Regions from separate parts of the Capsicum annuum genome. Here regions 1 and 2 are each linked to region 3. The links are chromatin contacts, called in public Hi-C maps. All regions are on one chromosome and are shown on one strand. Each heading gives the region's core, a stretch centred on a gene start, on an enhancer-like site or on the middle of the called end of the contact. The rest is flanking DNA. Distances are from core to core; before and after follow the strand shown.

Evidence for each region. Hi-C and Micro-C count contacts between places; a contact is called where the count stands out from the background.
Region 1: a contact with region 3 is called in a Hi-C map of bud, with 4 times the contacts expected there. The contact joins two enhancer-like sites. A contact is called at or near these places in 3 of 5 Hi-C or Micro-C datasets (bud, leaf and pericarp).
Region 2: a contact with region 3 is called in a Hi-C map of placenta, with 3 times the contacts expected there. The contact joins two enhancer-like sites. A contact is called at or near these places in 2 of 5 Hi-C or Micro-C datasets (leaf and placenta).

Annotation. Positions count from the first base shown.
Region 1 is chr1:178,742,806-178,745,505 of UCD10Xv1.1, reverse strand. No RefSeq gene overlaps it. Among protein-coding and RNA genes, the nearest start is that of TRNAR-UCU, 29 kb to the left of the region's middle. Within about 2 kb of position 1,270, at least 3 of the 5 cell types and tissues checked have an H3K27ac peak or open chromatin away from gene starts, as enhancers often do. A contact at or near this core is called in bud, leaf and pericarp, where this site is marked.
Region 2 is chr1:178,722,800-178,725,499 of UCD10Xv1.1, reverse strand. No RefSeq gene overlaps it. Among protein-coding and RNA genes, the nearest start is that of TRNAR-UCU, 49 kb to the left of the region's middle. Within about 2 kb of position 1,284, at least 2 of the 5 cell types and tissues checked have an H3K27ac peak or open chromatin away from gene starts, as enhancers often do.
Region 3 is chr1:178,648,137-178,650,836 of UCD10Xv1.1, reverse strand. No RefSeq gene overlaps it. Among protein-coding and RNA genes, the nearest start is that of LOC107842026, 33 kb to the right of the region's middle. Within about 2 kb of position 1,321, at least 5 of the 5 cell types and tissues checked have an H3K27ac peak or open chromatin away from gene starts, as enhancers often do. A contact at or near this core is called in bud, leaf and pericarp, where this site is marked.

The sequences.
Region 1 (2,700 bases), core at 21-2,520, 95 kb before region 3:
TGTACCAAACCTGTGAAAAAATGCAGGTTTATATAGCCATAAAGTGCCCCTTTCGAAAGGTGGCAATGGTTCATCGAAAAGGTGTATCCTTTGGAACAATTATGTCTGTCCATTCGAAATATTGTGTCTTTTTTCTGAACATTTTTCAAAACAGTGTGCCATTTCCTCGAATAGTTGCGTCCCTTCCGAGGCAGCATTTCAGTTTCAACAGTCATTTCTGCACTGCATGCATGCACGTTACGTTTTTCTTTGGATTTTCGGATCACTTGATTTTTCAAGTTTCAAATAATTAAACTTTGTCCAAAAAATTAATCTCATTGATCATTTTTCGAAGCCAAAACTGAGCCGAGTGAGCGAGCGAGCGACGCGAGGAACCTCTTGGTTCTTGCCTCACTTACCATGTGGAGTTTGTTTTTCTTAATATAAACACATGAAAGTTTCATTCTCCCACCAATGTAGGAAAATTAGTAGACTTTCCTTATTTTTAGTACACTTTCCTTTTCAAATGTTATCTCAATTTTTTCTCCACTTAATTTCCTCCATTTTCCATTCACACTTTAACTTGAGCCCAACAGGTCGTGGTCAGGAGTCAGGAGTTGGGTCTTGGGTTGGGGTCAGGATCAGGAGCCGGGTCTAAGGTCGGGTGGTGAGTTTGAGAGAGTTTTGAAAAATGTTTTCGCTACTTTATCTAGAGTAAGTTATTTTTCTAAAAAACAATTTTGAGAAAGTTAAGTTCATTTGGAAAGCATTTTTCAAACATTTAAACCAACCAAATACATGAGAAAATTGAAAAATACCAAACACTCTCGACGAAAATACTAATTCCTTTTTTTTCCCCAGCTAATTTGAAAGAAAACATTACGTTATGTTTTGAAGAACTTTGCATAGGATGCCTAAGAGCTAAAAACTGTGAACACCTAGTCACTAATTTTTTTATTATTCCCAAAATTAGCACATTTCATTTTTTGATATCAACTTTTAAATTATTCGACATAAACTTTACAAATTTCGAAAGTACATACAAATATTACAACATTAGACTTGAAAATTGGTAAATCAAATCATGTATTGATAATTTTGAAAGCCAAATGTTGTCGATAACAACCGACCACACTGCATTAAATAATGTTGGCTTTTTAGTGTGCATAAAACATAAAAATGGAACCTGTTCAATTTGTCCACGAAAATGCAATTAAATTGGTCGTCCCTTTACTTTCTCATATATAAGAAGTGGGAGTGGAGTGGTCAACATATTTGGTTGTGTTCAATTTGAATACGAAAATACGACTAAGATGTGGGAATAGAGAGGTCGATATGTTTGCCTTGTAGGATCGGTCATACTCCTCTCTATTTTAATTTATTTGTCTTATTTTACTCTATTTTCTAAATTTGAAATTGTGTGTGACCAATAACAATTTAAGTGCACTGTTTTATTTTAAAAAATGTGAATTCTTATAAAGAAATAGAATTATATTAAACTTAGTTCAAAGATAGTAAACTATTTTAGACTTTTATTTCCAGAAAATGCAAACAAGAAACGTAATGGTTACAATTTTGTTATGGAAGGGCAGATAGAGAAACATGTGATGGAAACAACACCATAGATAAATTGATTTCTGCTCTTTATTGTCCGATTATGCATTATTGCAGGTTCATGGAGGCCTACATTTTGACGTCCCAAAAATTTGGTAGTCCCATAAATCTACCATTCATAATTGAGAACCGTAATTCTTAGATATGCATATTTATTTAGACTAGTCAAGTGTACGTGTGTTATACGTGTGCTTCTTATCGAGCTGTAAATCGATATAAAATATAGAAAAAAAAATTATTAAAAAATAACAATTGACTTTAAAGATGAAGGATAGTCACGTAAATAAAAATTTGTTATTTTCCAACATCACACAATGGATAATAATAACAAAAATAACAAATAGTAATAGATAAGAAACTACAATAAAATAACATGATTAAACCTAACATTTACACAAAATCACTCAAAGCACAAGTATTCATCTACCAAATGTAAATTACAACAAAACAATATCATAATCAAGATATCAGAGGATAATACAATTAAACCTAACTTTTACACAAGAATTTCTCGAAATCCGGCCGAACATTCATCTACCACTGTGTTAGGTAGAAAAAACAACACATACTAATAGAACAAAAACTACAATAATTGAGATATTAGAATAATATAATCAAACCTAACCTTTTACATAAAAAATTCCTCAAAATCAAATCGAACATTCTTCTGCAATATAAACTTGAACAGAACAGAAACTACAACAAAACAAATGTGATAATTGAGATATTAGAACTATATGATTAAACATAACCTTTACATAAAAATTCATGAAAGTCCGACCGAACACTCATTTATCTACAATATAAACTCAAAATTGATGAAACTACTCATTCTTCTACAATATAGACTCAAACTGGTGAAGCTATTATAGACCGCACCTTCAAAGCTTATTGAGTAGAATTGTAAAAACTCTCTTTTCTCGCATATATATAAAGTAAAATTCTAATAGATTTAGAAGTGTTAAATATTATGATTTCTTACCTAGATCCAATAAAAAATTTTTTAAATGTTTAGGTATAGTTAAAAAAATTTATCGAAGGAATATAAAAATATTATGATTGATAAAAAAGTTAAAAGGAGAATCTCCTTAAAAATAAATTATCTGT
Region 2 (2,700 bases), core at 35-2,534, 75 kb before region 3:
ATATTTTTTTTAAAGAAAAATTTAAGTCTCATATGCCATGCAATAATTGTGTGAGGCTTTTAATATTTTGATAAATGAATCTTTTGGGTCCCACTTATCAGAGAATTCTTTCTATTGCTCTTTCCTTTTGGGCTATTTTTAACTTATCGTTATATTTACTCTTCTTCCTTTACCCTATTTCTTTCAAGTTTCTTTTTAGTGCTCTTGATACAAGTAAATTGAAGGTTTTTCTTTTTCCTCTTAGTTTTTGTTTGTCAATATTTATATGCAAATTACATGGTACTTACTTTTTTATTTGTTTATTTTATTTTTAGATAATTTTAATTTCAACTTTTTACATGACATATTTAAAATATTTTGAATTCTACATATTTTTAATTTAAAATCAAAAGATTTAAAGTCTTTTTTTACTTTTTAAACTATGCAAAAGAATAATCAAACAAATAAATTTAAACGAAAATATTGTTTCCATCAGTTAAATGCATGAGTGATAGCTCAACTTACAACAATTGACCATCAAATCACTCAACTTTATTTTGTGTTTCAAAAGTCATGTTGTTTTGCTAGTTAGTTTCTGTAATTATTTTAGCTCGAAAACAATTTTCGATATATATTTAATGATGTCACAATTCTAAATTTTCAAGAAAAGTTATTTTAAAAATTAAAATCAATATTTAGATTTATTTAGGACTAACCCATTCTAAATTCAATCCAATTCTTGACCGATTTCCTTAAAATAATTTTACTATACAGGAGATTATCTTAATAATTAAAAAAATATGATTGTTCTTCAATTTCTAACATTCTAAATATTATAAATGTCCTTAATAATATTGAATCATAATAAAAAATATTATATAAACTCAATTAAAACAGAAAAAGCAGATCCATCACCTCTGAAATCCAATATTAAATTTTTGATATTCAAAATTTTCTATACCAATAAAAAAAATATAATAAAAATTAAAATTATTGTCATGATTCAATGGCCATTTTTTTTTTTTTTGTTAACAAATACGCACAAATAAAAGCTAGGATGGTAAAAAAGAATCATTCTGCTTAGTACCGAAACAGGAGGAAGAAAAACCAATTTGAGAAAAAAGAGAAAGAAAGAAAAAAAACAGTAAACAAAAAAAAGAGCAAATAATAATTTGTCCAAAAAAAGTTAATGGTAGAAAAAGTAAAAGAAATGAATGAATACAGGAATTGATCTGATAGTGGGACCCAAAAAGTCCATTTTTTAAAATATTAAAAGCCTCGTACAACTATCACATGACATATGAGACTCAAATTAAAATTTTTCGTCTGATCAATTTAGCACGAAAAATTTTAATATGAGTGAGATTTACCCAATAATTATGTGGGGGTCTTTTTGCTTTTGACATATATTATTGTGGGATTCATTATGTCAACAAATGTTCCGCCCCCTCATTTCTTCACATTTTCTTTCATTTCTGTTTATATTTCTTTTATTTTTTCTAACATTGCTTCTTTATTTTATATTTGAATCTTCTCTCTTACTTGTATTTTTAACTCTTATGTTAAATGGTTGTTTAGCCATGAAAAGTATAAATATTTTTTTAAAAATTATTTTAAAGTGAAAAAATAATATTCAAAAATTAAAGTTGTATTTGATCATAAATATGAATTGCAAGCGTTTTAAAATTTTAGGAATAATTTAGAGTAAAAATAATTTTTGATATTTTTAAATATCAATTTTTATGAAATTTTTTCACAAAATCAGATGCACAAAAATCGTGAATTTTCACTAAGGAGTCGTTTGATAGAAGGGATAAGAAAAATAATTTCGGAATATGGGATTAACTTTATCCCATATTTGGTATAAGGTATTACTTAATTTCGAAATTATTTTATCCCACCATTTGTACAAAAATGATTGGATTACTATCCCACGGGGTGGGAGGAATAAAATAATCTCATGGGATATCCTTACTTATCCCATCTAGTGTACCAAACGACTCCTAAGAGAGTTCAAGAAATAATAAAAAAAAAAGTATGCGTGAAATTTGAATTTAGAACTTTAAGGTAAATTTTGAACCTCCTAAACCATTGATCTTACTTATAATAGATTGCTTAGGGGATTAAAAAAAAACTATATAGCTATAAAGTCATGGCCACCTGCTCTTTTTCATATTTCTCTCCTTTTTTCAACTCTTTTGCTTTTGTTCACTTTTTTAAATCGAACAACTCCTAATTAATTATAATTAAATTCATATAAATTTTGTACTATTGTCAGGCCCATCTAGTTGCTGCATATATTAATAGAATTGATGTCTAGCTATATAATTTTTTTTTAAAATCCCCTAAATAATATATTAGAGTAGGATCAATGATTTAGGAGGTTCAAATTCACTTTAAAGTTCTAAATTTAAATATATATATATATATATATATATATATATATATATATATATATATATGTATGTATGTATATATGTATGTATGTATGTATTTTTTCAAATTCTTTTACTGAAAATCCTTGATTTTTTCATATATGATTTTGTGAAAATATTTTTAAAAAATTAAAATTTGAAAAATATCAAAAATTACTTTTAATCTAATTTACTCTTAAAAATTCAAAACACTGCCAATTCATATTTATGATCAAACACAACTTTAATTTTAAAATATTATTTTTTCCTTTAAAAATTTAAAAATATTTACACTTTTCATGACTAA
Region 3 (2,700 bases), core at 72-2,571:
CACAATTGAAGCAGCTGAAGTAGGCAACACAAACATACACGTAGACTCTAAGCTCTTTTTCATTCACTCTTCTATTATAGAGTAAAACATAAAATTTATAGCTCTTTTTATATCACTTTCAAATAAAAATTGTTTCAATTTGTGCGACACTGACAAAATTTTGAGAATCAATCTTTTTTTTTTTTAATTATGTTTTGTAAATAACTTAAAATTATTTATTGTGATTCATAGTATCTTTTTTACGTAAATCTCAAATAAACTTAAGTAATTCTGAAGAAGTAAAAGAGCGAAATAGTCATCCGCAAACTGGCCTTAAGCTTCTTGAATAGAAATAAGTTGGACTTTGAGGAGCTTATATATAATTTTTAAAATTTGAGCCTAAGCTCCTCTCATTCTCATTGTTATGTCTTTAAAATATTTCAAGTTGTTAATTATTATTATTTAAAGTACTTTTTATAATATTTTCAAATAATTATCTCAATTTATGCAACACCGTAAGAATTTTGAGAAGCAATTGATTTTTTTAATAATTTCTTATAATATTTTTAAATTGATTATTGTAATGTATAGTATTTTATTACGTAAATTTTCATAGATATAAGTAATTCTAGAAAAGTCCTCAAATAACAATAAGTAGGATTTCGAGGAGCTTTTTTGTTATTTTGAAATTTGTTAAATAATAATAAGTGAAATTTTGAGGAACTTAATTGTCATTTTAAAAACTTTTCAAATAATAATAAATAAAATTTTGAAAAGCTTAGTTGTCATTTTTGAAAAACGACCCTAAGTTCCTCTATTCGCTCTTATTATATAAAGTAATAAATATAATATATATATATATATTGTTATAAGCTATCAAATATCTTCTTTTTATTAAATGTGCAAAAGTCAATCTTAAGAGTTTAAGTAATGTATTCAGTCAGTATAAATATTTTTTATATCATTTTGTAGTTTTTATTTGTGGTAATTTAAGGAGATTTAGTATTTGAATAATTTAATACGTAATATATAAAAATTATTTAGTGAGAAGTACAATTTAAAGTCAGATAGATAACATGAGCCGTGCAAGAATAGAGATTGTAGAGACTAGAATGGAGCTTATCCCTGTATTGGATGATTGTACTTATCTAAGCAAGAGACCAGACATTAATAACTACATAGAATAATGTTTTTAGGTATTAGGTACATGTTATTGATACCAGACTTCATTATCTCCTTGTTGAATCTGAAGACCTCAATAAATCAAGGGAATGGGTCCTTTTGAAATTTTCACTAGACTAGGAGGTTCCTATGGGCTATGAATAATAATGTCAACGACTATTGAAAATGAATCTGCTTTGGGGACCCTTTGACTCGTTAATTTTCAGCAGACAATGGTGCTACATGATATCATACTATTGCGTTTAATTCATAAATTTACTTATTTGGTTTCCCAATCTAATGTCATGCACTCATATTTAAAGTCCAACTAAATTTGAATTTGCGATGAAAAGTTTTATATTGAAAAAAAGGCGGAGAGTGTGTATTGGGGTGGAGGTGGGGTTGGGGATTGGGGGGCTTCCTAACAAGGCAACACTCCATAATAGGAAGATTCGAATCCGAGACTTCTAATTAATGATAAAAGAGTATTTATCACTTCATCATAATTTTTGCTTGTAATCCATAAATAGTATCTGGGACATGTAACAAACGTCCATGGGTTAAATAATTCCACGACTTTCTAAAAATTTATTACATCATATTCTCTCCGTCCAACTGTACTTATTCCGTTTTAAAATAAAAATAAATTACTTATTTATAAATTTTAAAAGTAAATTACTTATTTATTGTAATGGATTAAATTACTCTTTTTTATTATTATTTAAGAAATATGTCATATCAAACATGAAAAATAATTTTTCTACAATAATTCTTTTGAATTATTTATTGTTAATTTAAAAACAAATAATCCGACTAATTTGCCCTTCTATTACACTTCTTAATGTGTTTTTTTTTTTTTTGGTTAAACATGATAATATTATATATATATATATATTAGTAAAAACAGGAAAAGTAGGAGGTTTCGGTGTTTATCACACCACCATCAGCAAGGTGTTTATCACATCATCAACAAAAGTCTGATAGAGATCCCCAGAAGTAGCAAAATTATTATAGACCAAACTAGTAGACAGGTTTCCTAGAGTAGTTAACTTATTACAAACACTATATTTAACTAGGTTAGTAGATAAAGTTCATTGGAGATCCTAGTGCAAAATAGAAAGAACTTGATGTGGGGGAGTTGATAGAAGTACGACTGAAGGCTGTTGCATCTGAGTAACCATTTTTTAGAGGGAATCTGCCACACAATTAGCTTCACGGAAGTTGTGCCGGAGCACTAGATTCCCCAACTTCTTCAGCAGCCACCTACAAGACCAAACAATAGAATTAAAAATAGGAGGAGCGTTGGTTAGTATTAAAAATAAATCGGTGGAATCAATTTCAATTTCGAGGGGGCAAAGATTTTTGTCATGGGCTATATGCAATCCTTGAAGTAGGGCTAAGTGCTCTGAGTGGGCTATATTAACAACCATTTTTTTCCACAAAACCCACAACCCAATCTCCACCAGTGTTACGAATGAGTCCACCGATCCCACAGTGAGATCCTCGTTTGGGAAGGAAGGCGTCTGTGTTAAGTTTGAAGACACCCGGGAGGGGTTTGGA